Linked DNA regions of Mus musculus: region 2 is linked to region 1. The links are chromatin contacts, called in public promoter capture Hi-C maps. All regions are on one chromosome and are shown on one strand. The core of a region is the stretch at or near the end of the contact, and the rest is flanking DNA. Distances in the headings are between cores, read along the strand shown.

Region 1 (5,567 bases), core at 989-3,488:
CAGGGTTTCTCTGTGTAACCCTGGCTGTCCTGGAACTCAGAAATCTGCCTGCCTCTGTTACCTCCTTCCAGCCCAGCAAGGCTGGCTGTGACCATCCACCACCGCCTGAGCGGAGCCACCTGCTGTGCTGCTCCTTTGATGTGCCACTACCTGCCTGAGGCTCAACCTGCCAGAGGCCTGAACCGGTTCTCTTCCAAGAATCTTCCAGAGTTAACACCGAACTGCGATCTTTGCGAGTTCCCACTAAAAGGCTGACCTATCTACTTCAAAGGAACTTTGCTTGGCCAGGGACGGGCCTCCCCTTTTCTTTATAAAGCGTGTTTGCTGACATTAAAATTGAACCTTGAGCAGAAAGCTTGTCTTGGTTCCTTCCTTATCTCGCGCAGCCTAGCCCTTCTTCTCTTCCAGGTTTCCAACATGCCTTTCCAGCCTAGGACCCAAAACATGTGGTCGGCTGGCCGGACACAACATGCCTCTGCCTTCCAAGTGCTGGGATTATAGACATACCCACCTCCCTGGCTGAATGCTAGAGTCTTAAGCAACTGACCTTGGAGCCCCATCTTCTCAGGTTCCTCTAGGGCTAGACTGAAGATCAGCATGTGTCGGGCTACCGCTTCCAGATTATTCTCCAGCACATAAAACTGCACGAGTGACAGACAAGACAATTCTGCAGACCTAGGAGCCCAGAACACCAGCCTCCCCCAACACCCCTGTATGGAGATGGAACCCAACCAGGGACCTTGTAAAAGTTAGAGCAGCACTCCACCACTGAACTCCATTCCCAGCACATCCCCCCCCCCCCCTGTTTTTCTTTCTATTGTGAGGCATAGTCTCATTAGGTCGCCCTTGAACTCTCTGTTGCCCAGGATGGCCTTGAACTTACGATGCTTCTCCTGCCTCAGCCTCCGGAGCAACTATGATTACAGGCTTTAACCACTAGATCCAGCTTGCTAGGTCTCTCTCTTAAGCCATAAGTCTAGATTCGAGATCACCCCTCACACCACTCCTGGAGACCTGATTTTTTGTTTTGTTTTGTTTTTGGTTTTGTTTCGTTTTGTTTTGTTTTGTTTTGTTTTTTTGAGTCAGGGTTTCTCTGTGTAGCCCTAGCTGTCCTGGAACTCACTCTGGAGACCTGATTTTTTGGGGTTTGTTTGTTTGTTTGTTTGTTTTGAGACAGGGTTTCTCTGTGTAACTCTGGCTGTCCTGGAACTCACTCTGGAGACTAGGCTGGCCTCGAACTCAGAAATCCACCTGCCTCCCAAGTGCTGGGATTAAAGGCATATGCCACCACTGCCCGGCTGGAGACCTGATTCTTGGGCTCTCGCTCTTACTGAAGCCCAGGGGCCTCAAATCCCAGGACCTTACTTCCCTAGGACAAGGTCTGAGACTCTTCAGATCCACAGCCTAACCTCTAGGACCTGGAAACTTTCATTGCAATCCTCTCTTCTCTCAAAGGCTCAGGAATCGGCCGTTCATTCCACTCCAACCAGGATCCCAGAATCCCAACTCACATTGAAGCTCCTGAGAGGCCAGAGCGCTGCCCTGGCCAGGGTCCGCAGCATGTGTCTACCATCCACAGAACCTAACAGCAGGGCATCCAGTTCTGGGACCTTGCGCTCTGTTTTCGACTGTGAATCTGGGTCTACAGGAGGACCTGGCAAGACGATAGCAGGCAGAGTCGACTGCTCGTCTCTCCTGCAGTTAGCTAACTTTAGAAGTTAAGAAACCAGCAGGCTTGATACGCCGAGCCTGGATTCCAAAAAACAGCGATACCTTTGCCTTATAGCACTCAGTATTAACCCTTCTCCCCAAGCCAGTTAATTTAGGGAACGTTGGTATACACATCCCATCAGCATCCCCTACCACAGACACAAGTGCTGTGGGCTGTGAGCACAGTCCACAGTTGTAGTAGGAAAGGCACCTCTGTCTAAGACCGTGTGTGGTCTTAGGGTAGACTCACTTTCTGCCTGTAGGTCCAGCGCCGGGGACAGACCCCACCAGGACACACTACCATAACCGGTGCCCGAGCCCGCAGGCGTGGTCATCGCTCTGTGGGACAGGAGTCCGGGGAATTCCACATTTGTCCATCTCATCCCTCCCTTTCTCGCTGCCCCGCTTCTTACCCCTTCGCCTCCACGTTAATCCCCTCACCTTTATTCTTCAAAATATCCGTAGGTAGGGTCCTGTGCTGAGCTCCTGGAAGCCACCACAACAGTTTCCCAGAGGCTTCGCCCACTCTGAGTCATCACCCAATGGGAGCAGGTGGTTTTGCATTATTGCTATCAACTGACCAATTAACGTGAAAAGGTGCCGCTCGCTATGAACTTTTGACCAATAGAAGCTCCGGGAGATGGCTGCGGTGTGGTCTGAAACTGGACACCGGACGCGGTTGTCATAACGACAGCCGGACCAGAGTAGGGTGCCTGCTTTCTGGATCCGTCCTCCAAATTTCTAGGAAAGGGAGGATCTACCTTGCTGCTTCAAATTAAATCAGAACTGAACGAAATGTCTTCCCTGTTTGTCTTTCTTTTCTTTTTCTTTCTTTTCTCTCTCTCTCTCTCTCTCTCTCTCTCTCTCTCTCTCTCTCTCTCTCTCTCTCTCTCTCTCTCTTTCTCTCTCTCTCTCTCCTTCCTTCCTTTCTTCCTTTTTCTTCTTTCCTCCTCCTCTTCCTTCTTCTCCCCCTCCCCTCCTCCTCTCCTCCCCTCTTCTTCTTTTCCCTCCTCTTCTTCTTTTTGAGCCAGAGTCCCTCTTTATTCGAGTTACTCCGAACTCGCAGCAGTCCTCCTGGCCTTGGTTTAAATATTGTGAGCCACCACTCCTGGATTCTAATGAAATCTCTGTGAATCCAAATTATAACAGGAAGCCAAGACATGCCTTCACATCTCTGTTTTGTTCTTTTGTTTTTGTTTCTTTTACACCTGGGCTCTTGTCTGAATACAGGCCTCACTAGGTGAAAAACAGGACCTTGCTCAGTAGATTTTTCTAGAATATATGATCAGGCTATTACTCACAGTCATTACTCAATAATACATCTTTAGCAGGCACCATGGCACAGACCTGTAATACCAACATTCTGAAGTAGGAAAATCAGTGGTTCAAGACCAGTTTGCCATATCTTATTCTAGCCCAGCAAAGGCTACCGCACTGTATAAAAGCTAAAAAAAAAAAAAAAAAAAATCCTCCCTCCTGGAGCTGGGAGCTGGAGAAAGGTTCAGCAGTTAAAGGTGCTTTCTGTTGGAAGGCAGAGGCAGGCGGATTTCTGAGTTCGAAGCCAGCCTGGTCTACAGAGTGAGTTCCAGGACAGCCAGGGCTACACAGAGAAACCCTGTCTCAAAAAACAAAAACAAAAACAAAAACAAAACAATAAAATAAAATAAAAAATAAAGGTACTTTCTGCTCTCCTAGAGAACGGGAGAGTTCAGTTCTCAGCACCACATCAGAAGGATCATAACGGCCTGTACTTTCAGCCCCAGGGCTCTCATGCCCTCTTCTCACCTCTTTTGGCACCCACAAACACTTGAGTAACACACACACTCACACACAAAGAATAAAATTTTCAAATACAAATTTAGAAATCTTCCTCCTGGGAAGATACCTAACACTGGTCTCTCAGATCATGTTAAGCAATAGAAGAACTTACTAGAATGAAGGACAAAAACTAATCGAGACAATGCTACAGAAACGATACCTTCAGGAATGGCGTGACTGAAACACTGTGTTCCATCCCAGCACCACATCAATCCAGGTGTGATAGTACGAGACTATAATTCAATCCTGTGGGGTGGGGGTCACGGGATAGAAGTAGGTGTAATAGTTCAAGCATCATTATACACAGAGAGAGGGCTGGAGAGCTGGCTCAGCAGTCAAGAGCGCTGGTTGCTCTTCCAGTGGACCTGATTCAGATCCCAACACCCACATGTCAGTCAGCTTTCAACCATCGGTATATAATGCCAGTCCCGGGAAATCTGATGCTCTCTTCTGGCCTCTGAGGATATACATGTAGGTGGTACACAGTATACATGCTGGGGACAGACAGACAGACAGGCAGTCAAAAACTCACACAATAAGGCAAAGAGAAATGTATAGCATAACTTATAACATCATATAATTCCAGACTCACGATGAAGCAGAACACCTCGCTCCTTTCTGTGTGTTTTGTACCATATGCATGTATGCACACCCATGTGTGGGTGCTTGTGGCCATGAAAATGCAGATGCCACAGAGGGGTGTCTGGTGTTCATCATTCTTGTTAGGCTGCCCTCAAATCTGTGGATCTCTGCTCCCCAACGGTAGCATTGGCCATGCCTGCCTTTGCTCTTGGTGTTTGCATTTGATCTCAGGTTGACACACAAGCACCAGCTTCTCAGGTTTGACTCCTTCCTGTGATGGAATAACGTTCTATTCTGTTTCTCCCGCATCGGTATGCCTGCCATTTATTCTTAGTATGTCATTCAAGTGTTGCCTCAGAGATCTCCCTGACCTCCATAAGTCACCTCAACATTCACTAGACTTCTTTTTTCTTTTTACCATGTAGCCCAGGTTGGCCTAAAACTCGTGATCCTCCTGCCTCTGCCTCCTTCAGCAAATCCTACCAGCATCTGCCACCACAACTGGCCAAAGGACTTATTTTCAATTTGTTTTTAAAGAATACTCCTTTTTTTTGAGAGAGAGACAAGGTCTCTCTATTACATGGGTCTGGTTGTCCTGGAACTTGCCATATATAGACCAGGCTGACCTTGAACTCACAGAAATCCACCTGCCTTTGCTTCTTGAGTGCTAGCACTAAAGGCATGTGTCACCACACCTGGCTTAGATGTGTGTGTGTGTGTGTGTGTGTGTTACCTACATGTTTGTGCACTACATGTGTGTCCAGTGCCTGTAAAAGTCAGAAGAAGACAGACATCAGATCTCCTGGAACTCAGATTACAAGTGGTGTGACCCGCAGTGGATGATATCATGACCTGGAGTGGATGATATCTATGCTCTGCAAGGACATCAAGTGCCCCTCCCCACTGAGCCGACTCTGCAGACCCTGGATTTCTTTCTTTCTTCTTTCTCTCTTTTTCTCTTTCTTTCTTCCCTTTTTACTGTCTGTCTTTTTATATCTTTTTTATAATTAATTAATTAATTAATTGACTTTACATCCCAATCTCACCTTTCAGCTCTTCCTTTCTCCTCAGACAAGAAAAGCCCTCCCATGGATATCAGTCAGCTCTGGCATCTCAAGATGCAGTAGGATTAGGCACATCTCCTATTGAGGCTAGACAAGGCAGCCCAGAAAGGGGAAAAGGATCCAAAGGCAGTCAACAGAGGCAGAGAGAGCCATTGCTCCTGCTGTTAGGGGTCCCCATGAAGACTGAGATGCACTGTTCCATATGTGCAAAGGCATAGGTCTGTCCCGTGCATATTCTCTGTTGAGCAGTTCATTCTCTGTGGGTCCCTGTGGGTGGATTTATTTCTTAATATGAGTGGCTATTTGTTATGGTTCTCTTTGTATTGGCCTGTTTTTGTTGAGATGAAAAAAAGAAGCAGAGACCCCCGATATCTTATATCTTCCCCAAAATCA
Region 2 (6,350 bases), core at 1,419-3,918, 150 kb after region 1:
CTCATAACTTCTTTTCTAGGTTCTAGGGAGTCAGTCCTGAGACAGACTGATTAGAGAAAAAAAAGTGTTGTTCAGGGTGTGTGCAAGACAAACACAGAGAGAAGCTAGAGGGAAAAAACAAACAAAACAAAACATGTAGTGTGACAGGAGATGGCAATATGACAAGTGCTATAGGGTAAGTAAGATTAAGCACAATGGAGGATCATGGGAGTGGAGGTTGGCCTGTAGAACTTAAACGGGGTCATCTTGGAGGGTCAGATGTCAGCAATGAAATAGGCCAGGGAATAGCCAAGCATATACTAGGAAGAATATTCAAGACAGAGGCAATCACCAGCAAGCCAAGGTGGCTGAAGCAAGGTTAAGTGAGGGAAGAAAAAAGTTGAGGAGAGAGAAACACCCCAGGAAAGGAGCAAGTTGGATCTTACAAACAGATGCAAAGGCCTAGATTCTGCTCTGAATGAAGTGGGTGGAGCTGGGAAGGGAGTTCTCCCGAGGAGAGGCAGAGAGGTGGACTGAGAAGCATAGGAGCAGGGAAAGAGCGCTTACTAGGATTCTAAGTAGTCCATGCAAGAGAAAAGTTTATGGAGCAGGTTTCGGTGGCACATGCTTATAATCCCAGCACGGGGTGGGATGGAGGCAGAAGCAAGTTCAAGAACAACCTCATCTGTGTATCAGTGTGAAATATGGCCAGATCCTGGACTCTGAAGAGAGAACCAACTGTTGAGCTAAGGGAGGAGGGGAGAAAGAGGAGTCAGGCTGATACAGGGGTTCTGTCCTCAGCAACAAGTCCCGCCCATTTCCCAAAAGATGTCAGGTTTGAGGATCAGCTATACAACCGGAGGCTGTGGTGAGCTGGATGGTTCTGTATTGTGACAAAAGTCCTGAGAACTACATGAGGTTTGAATAGTATCCCTGGTCTGCACTTGCTACCAAGTTGGAACAAGAAGGGCTCTCCAGCCATGCCAACTGTCGTCTGGAGAAATTAAAAAAAAAAAAAAAAAAGCCAGAAAAGATAGAGAATGAGGAGAACAAGAGATAACAAAAGAAAGGAGTCCAGAGGAAGACCAGAAACTACACTGTCCCCAAAAGGGCGCTTCAGGAGGACTGAAATGGCTACCATATATCTGTAAGTCCAAGACTTTGGAGGTGGGGCAGGAAGGTCAGGAGGGTAAGGTCATTAAGGCTAGCGTGGTCTGTTTGAGACCGCAATCTCAAAACAGGAAAGAAAAGGGGAAGAAGCTGTAAGGCTTTGAAATCACGCTCCTGGACAAATTTGGGCAAACTATCTCATTGCTCTATGCCTATTTCCACCTTGGCACAACATGACACAACATGTATAAATTATTCTGTAACTTAACTGAATTACTACAATATTCTATGTATCGTAAATGTCAATTAAAAAAAGTTACATGAAAAATTCCTATCAACCTTTAAGACAATTCTGTAAGGTTTTATTATAGCTATTCCAAATTCATTGATTAAAAAAAAAAAATCAGAGGCAAAGAAAGGATGTGAATTGCCCAACCAAGGTCATGGCTGGCAACTGGCAAAACCCAACTACGTTGTGTACGAGTCAGTATAGACTGGAACATCAGAATTGCCTGATAAGACACTATCATTACTATTATCACCATCAATTCAAAAATGAACGAACACTTGAGGATTCGAAAGATTAAATAATATACCCAAGGTCACACTTGTGGAGACAAAGCTGAATCTAGTTCTGCCTGGGTCTAGAGAACCCAGCTTGCTTTTAGACTTTTCACTCATCATGAGACTTCCCAATACAAGGCTGCGATCGGACACTTTACAGCTGACCTTCACCCTATCATGATGCCACATTTAGACTCTAGCTCACCACCCAGGAAGACAACAGCTTGTAGCTCACTAAGCCACTCTCCCCAAGACACTTAGATCCTCAGGACCCTCACCCAACCTTCTTAGGTCCTCATACTTTACCTCCTCGCTCATGGGTTCTGGAGGGGGGTCTGGCTCCTGAGAACCCGCAGTAATAGCCATCTGCAGCAGGCCTTGGAGGTTCCGTGGAGGCCGGGGGTTGCCTGAGCCCCCCGCCGAGGAACCACTGCCCCCTGACGAGCAACCCTGAGAGGCCGGAGGCAACGCAAGAGGGAGGCGACTGCCCCCTGAGCCTTTGTCTGCCATGGACTTTCTGTGAAGGAAGAATGTGTTTAAAGGAAATTGATGGTCACCGCTGAGGCAGCAATGGTGTCCGGATGGGTCGACTCTTGAAGGTCTGCTGAGAAGGTGGAGTTTTGAAGGTGTTAGGAGTCTTCTCATGATCCCAAACCATTCTGCCTGCAACCACCTTAACCATAGCCCCCTTTCCTTCCTTCATACTAACAGGACCCTTGCCCAAATCCAGATGTCCCTCCTTGCTCCCTAGCAACAGGCCCCACCTACTCCCTGGCAACGAGCCCCCCCAAGCTCCCCAGCTTGCGTCCTCGTCTCTTAGCAACCCCACTGCCCCGCCTCCATGGCAACAAGCCTTCGCTCAGTCTCCTTAGCAACAATTCTCCTCCCGTGTCTTTGAAGAGGGGCGCCCCAATGGGGCTGATCTCACCTTGCCGGGTCTAGAGCTGCCACCACGCCTAAAGATAGACTAGGCTGCACCTGACTCTACTGGGCGCCGCCATCTTTACCGGAAATACGCAGTTCTCACACGGAAGTGCCTCACCCCAAGCTGTTTGCCCAGTTCTAAGCAGCACCTCTTAGCGGATGCGGCACTTAGCTCCGCCTCTGTCGACTAGGCCCCCACCACTTTCTCTTTGTCACGCCCCTACATTTCGCGCTTTTGTTATAAGCCCCGCCCCCTAGCTCCTCTGTTTATCTTAGCAAACAAGGGACTTTCATGGCGAACTCCTCCCCTCCCAGGCATAGGCCCCGCCTATGCCCATATTCCCCGCCTCTTTTCTAGGCCTTTCGGCCTGTCCCAGTCAAGTCCCGCCTCTTAGTACCTGGAACTTCAGCTTGTCCTGTTCGGCCACGCCCCTGCGTAGGCCACGCCCCTTCTCTGCTGCTGCTGCTGCTGCTGCTGCTGCTGCTGCTGCTCAGACGGTTTTGTTCCTCACTCAACTGATTTTAACTGCATTTGCTCCTAGAGTCTCGGGATATCTCCCCTAATATCCCACCTTTGTAACCTGAGACTCGGGCTCACTTTTTTCTAGGCCTCAGTTTCCCCATTTATTACCGGTTTCAGTGTGGAATACTCTGTGTGAGTTGTGTGTCTTCATGTGACTATGCATGGTGTGTGGGAAGTCCCATGTCAACATCAGCTGTCTTCCACCTTCGATCTTCCAATCATTTTAAAAATATTTTTAGAGTTACTTATTTATTTATTTATTTATTTATTTATTTATTTATTGGGTTTTTCGAGACAGGGTTTCTCTGTGTAGTCCTGGCTGTCCTGAAACTCACTTTGTAGACCAGGCTGGCCTCGAACTCAGAAATCTGCCTGCCTCTGTCTCCCGAGTGCTGGGATTAAAGGTGTGGGCCACCACTGCCCGGCTAGATTTTATTTTTAAAGATTGTTTTTAATTATGTAGTAGGGGAGGAGGCAGATGCCTGTAAATGCAGGTTTCTATGGGGCCAGAGACAAAGGACAAACTAAAGCTGTAGTTACAGGCAGTTATGAGACAACCAATATATATATATATATGGGTGCTAGGAACCAAGCTCAGGCTCTTTGCAAGAACAGTAAGTACTCTTAATGACAAGCTATCTCTTCAGCCTCTTAAATTATTGTTGTTCTTTTAATTTTTTTGTAGACTTACCTATTTACTTGTGTACAAATAGTTTGTGGTTGGTTAGTTTTTGTTTTGTTTTTTGAGACAGTGTTTTACGGTATAGCCTTGGCTGTCCTGGAAGTTACTCTGTAGACCATGCTGTCCTCAAACTCACAGAGATCCACTTTCCTCTGCCACCTGAGTGCTGGGATTAAAGGCGTGTGCCACCACTGACCCTGAACATTTTGCCTGCATGTATGTGCGTGCACTGTATGCTTGCTTGATGGATTGCCAGGAACTGGAGTTACAGATGGTTGTGAGCCATCATAATTGGGTGCTAGGAGTTGAACCTGAGTCTTCAGCAAGAGCAATAAAGCAACAAGAGTTCCTAATCATTGAAATATCTCTCATTGAACTCTCTCTCCGTCCCACCCCACCCCTCTTTTGTTTTTTGTTTTGGAGATGGTTCCTTATTTTGGTGTTTTGTTTTGGGGAGGCTCTCAGTATGTAGCCTGGGCAGGCCTGCAGAACGATGTGAGCAGGTTGCCCTACAACTCATAAATATTCACACGCCTTAAAAGTAGGTACACTCAGGGATGGCGAGATGGCTCAGCGGGTAAGAGCACTGACTGCTCTTCCAGAGGTCCTGAGTTCAAATCCCAGCAACCACATGGTGGCTCACAACCACCCGTAATGAGATTTGACACCTTATTCTGGTGCGTCTGAAGACAGCTACAGTGTACATGTGTATAATAATAAATAAATATTTTTTAAAAGTATGCACACTCACCCTGCTCCGTTTTATTCATTTTTATTTTGTGTATGAGTATTTTACCTACTTGTGTATATATACACACCTTATGTACCTGCTTGGTGCCCTTGTGGGCCAGAAGATAAGGTTTGTTCCCTGTAACTCTTACTATTGCTGTTAACAAATATCTTGTTTTTAATTTTGTTTTGATATGGGTTTCTCTGTGTAACCCTGGCTGTCCTGGAACTCATTATGTAGACCAGGCTGGAATCAAACTCAGAGATCTACCTGTGTCTGCCTCCCAAGTGCTAGGATTAAAGGTATTTGCCACCATTGCCTGGCTTGATTTTTGTATTTAAAAAGAAATTATTTATTTTTATTAGTACTCTGTCTGCATATACATCTGCATGACAGAAGAGGGCATCAGATCTTGTTATAGATAGTAGTTGTGAGCCACCATGTGGTTGCTGGGAATTGAACTCTGGACCTCTCGAAGAGCAGTCAGTGCGGTTTGTTTGTTTGTTTGTTTGTTTTGTTGTTTGGGGGGTTTGTTTGTTTGTTCGACACAGGGTTTCTCTGTGTAACCCTGGCTGTCCTCTAGACCAGGCTGGCCTTGAACTCAGAAATCCGCCTGCCTCTGCCTCCCAAGTGCTGGGATTAAAAGCGTGCACCACCACTGTCTGGCTGCAGGCGATGCTCTTCACTGCTGAGCAATCTCACCTGATCCAGACTCTTTATGTATGTGTATATGTGTAGGCCAGAAGAGGGTTTTGTATTCCTTGGAGCTGGAGTTACCAGTAATTGAGAACTTCCTGACATGGGTTCTGGCAACAGAACTTGGGTCCTCTGAAAGAATAGAACTCAATTGCTAAGCCATCTCTCCAGCCTTACCTTTTATTTTTATCTATTTTTTATAGATAGGGTCTGTCACTGACCCTGGAGCTTGCCCGTTAGATTATGCCAGCTGGCTATTGAATCCCAGAGAATCTTCCTGTTTCCACTTCTCTATAACCATGTACTACTACACCTACCCTGTGGGTGCTGAGACTCAAACTCAGGTCCCTTATCATGTGCAACAAATATTTTACTAACTAAGTCATTTCCCTAACCCTATTCTCTAGGTTTTCTTGTTTTGTTTTGTTTTTGTTTTTCGAGACAGGGTTTCTCTCTACAGCCCTGGCTGTCCTGGAACTCACTCTGTAGACCAGGCTGGCCTCGAACTCAGAAATCTGCCTGTCTCTGCCTCCCGAGTGCTGGGATTAAAGGCGTGCGCCACCACGCCCGGCCTCTCTAGGTTTTTAAAAAGGATCTCTGTAGCCCAGGCTGGTCTTGAACTTGCTATATATCTGGTCTGATCTTGAATTCCTCTTCCTCTCGAATACTGTGATTACAGGTATATGCTATTATTAATAGGAGTCCTCTTACTCTAAAGAATCTCAGTAGAGATGGAAAAGCTATATGATCACATTCCGTATAGGTTATTACAAATGTATTTATCTCTATATATGTATCTATGTATCATACTGTAACTTTCATAATATGCAAGGAGCTTGCATCTAGGCTATCATCATGGTGTGTATGTGTTTAATATTTATATATACATATAAATATACTATGTACATTTATACTATGTGGTATCATATATCATTAGACATATATACATCATACATAGACACATATACATACATATACATATATGTGTTGTATATAATGTATATATATGTATGTATATGTACATACATACACACACACATACATTCTAGCTCTAATTCTCAGAACCTATAAATATATGACCTTATATGCCAGAAGAAATTTTGAAGATGAGATTCAGTTAAGGATTTTTTTTTTTTTTTTTT

The links. Capture Hi-C pulls out chosen DNA fragments and counts their contacts.
Region 2: a promoter capture Hi-C map of adipose tissue shows a contact between it and region 1. The contact joins the promoter of Hspbp1 here to the promoter of Dnaaf3 in region 1. A contact is called at or near these places in 7 of 39 promoter capture datasets (the C10 cell line, the HPC-7 cell line, embryonic stem cells and 4 more), 4 of 484 Hi-C or Micro-C datasets (the G1E-ER4 cell line, bone marrow-derived macrophages, cortical neurons and 1 more), 9 of 115 datasets of contacts at active chromatin or transcription factors (bone marrow-derived macrophages, embryonic stem cells and pancreatic cancer cells) and 4 of 9 other capture datasets (adipose tissue, embryonic stem cells, liver and 1 more).

The regions. Positions count from the first base shown.
Region 1 is chr7:4,530,227-4,535,793 of GRCm38.p6, forward strand. It overlaps Dnaaf3 (dynein, axonemal assembly factor 3), which reads right to left and starts at 2,239. Exons shown (of 12, transcript NM_001033548.3): 1 at 2,152-2,239; 2 at 1,961-2,049; 3 at 1,512-1,654; 4 at 548-641. The coding sequence starts at 2,045.
Region 2 is chr7:4,682,313-4,688,662 of GRCm38.p6, forward strand. Hspbp1 (HSPA (heat shock 70kDa) binding protein, cytoplasmic cochaperone 1) reads right to left here and starts at 2,669. Exons shown (of 8, transcript NM_001360629.1): 1 at 2,582-2,669; 2 at 1,960-2,254. The coding sequence starts at 2,163.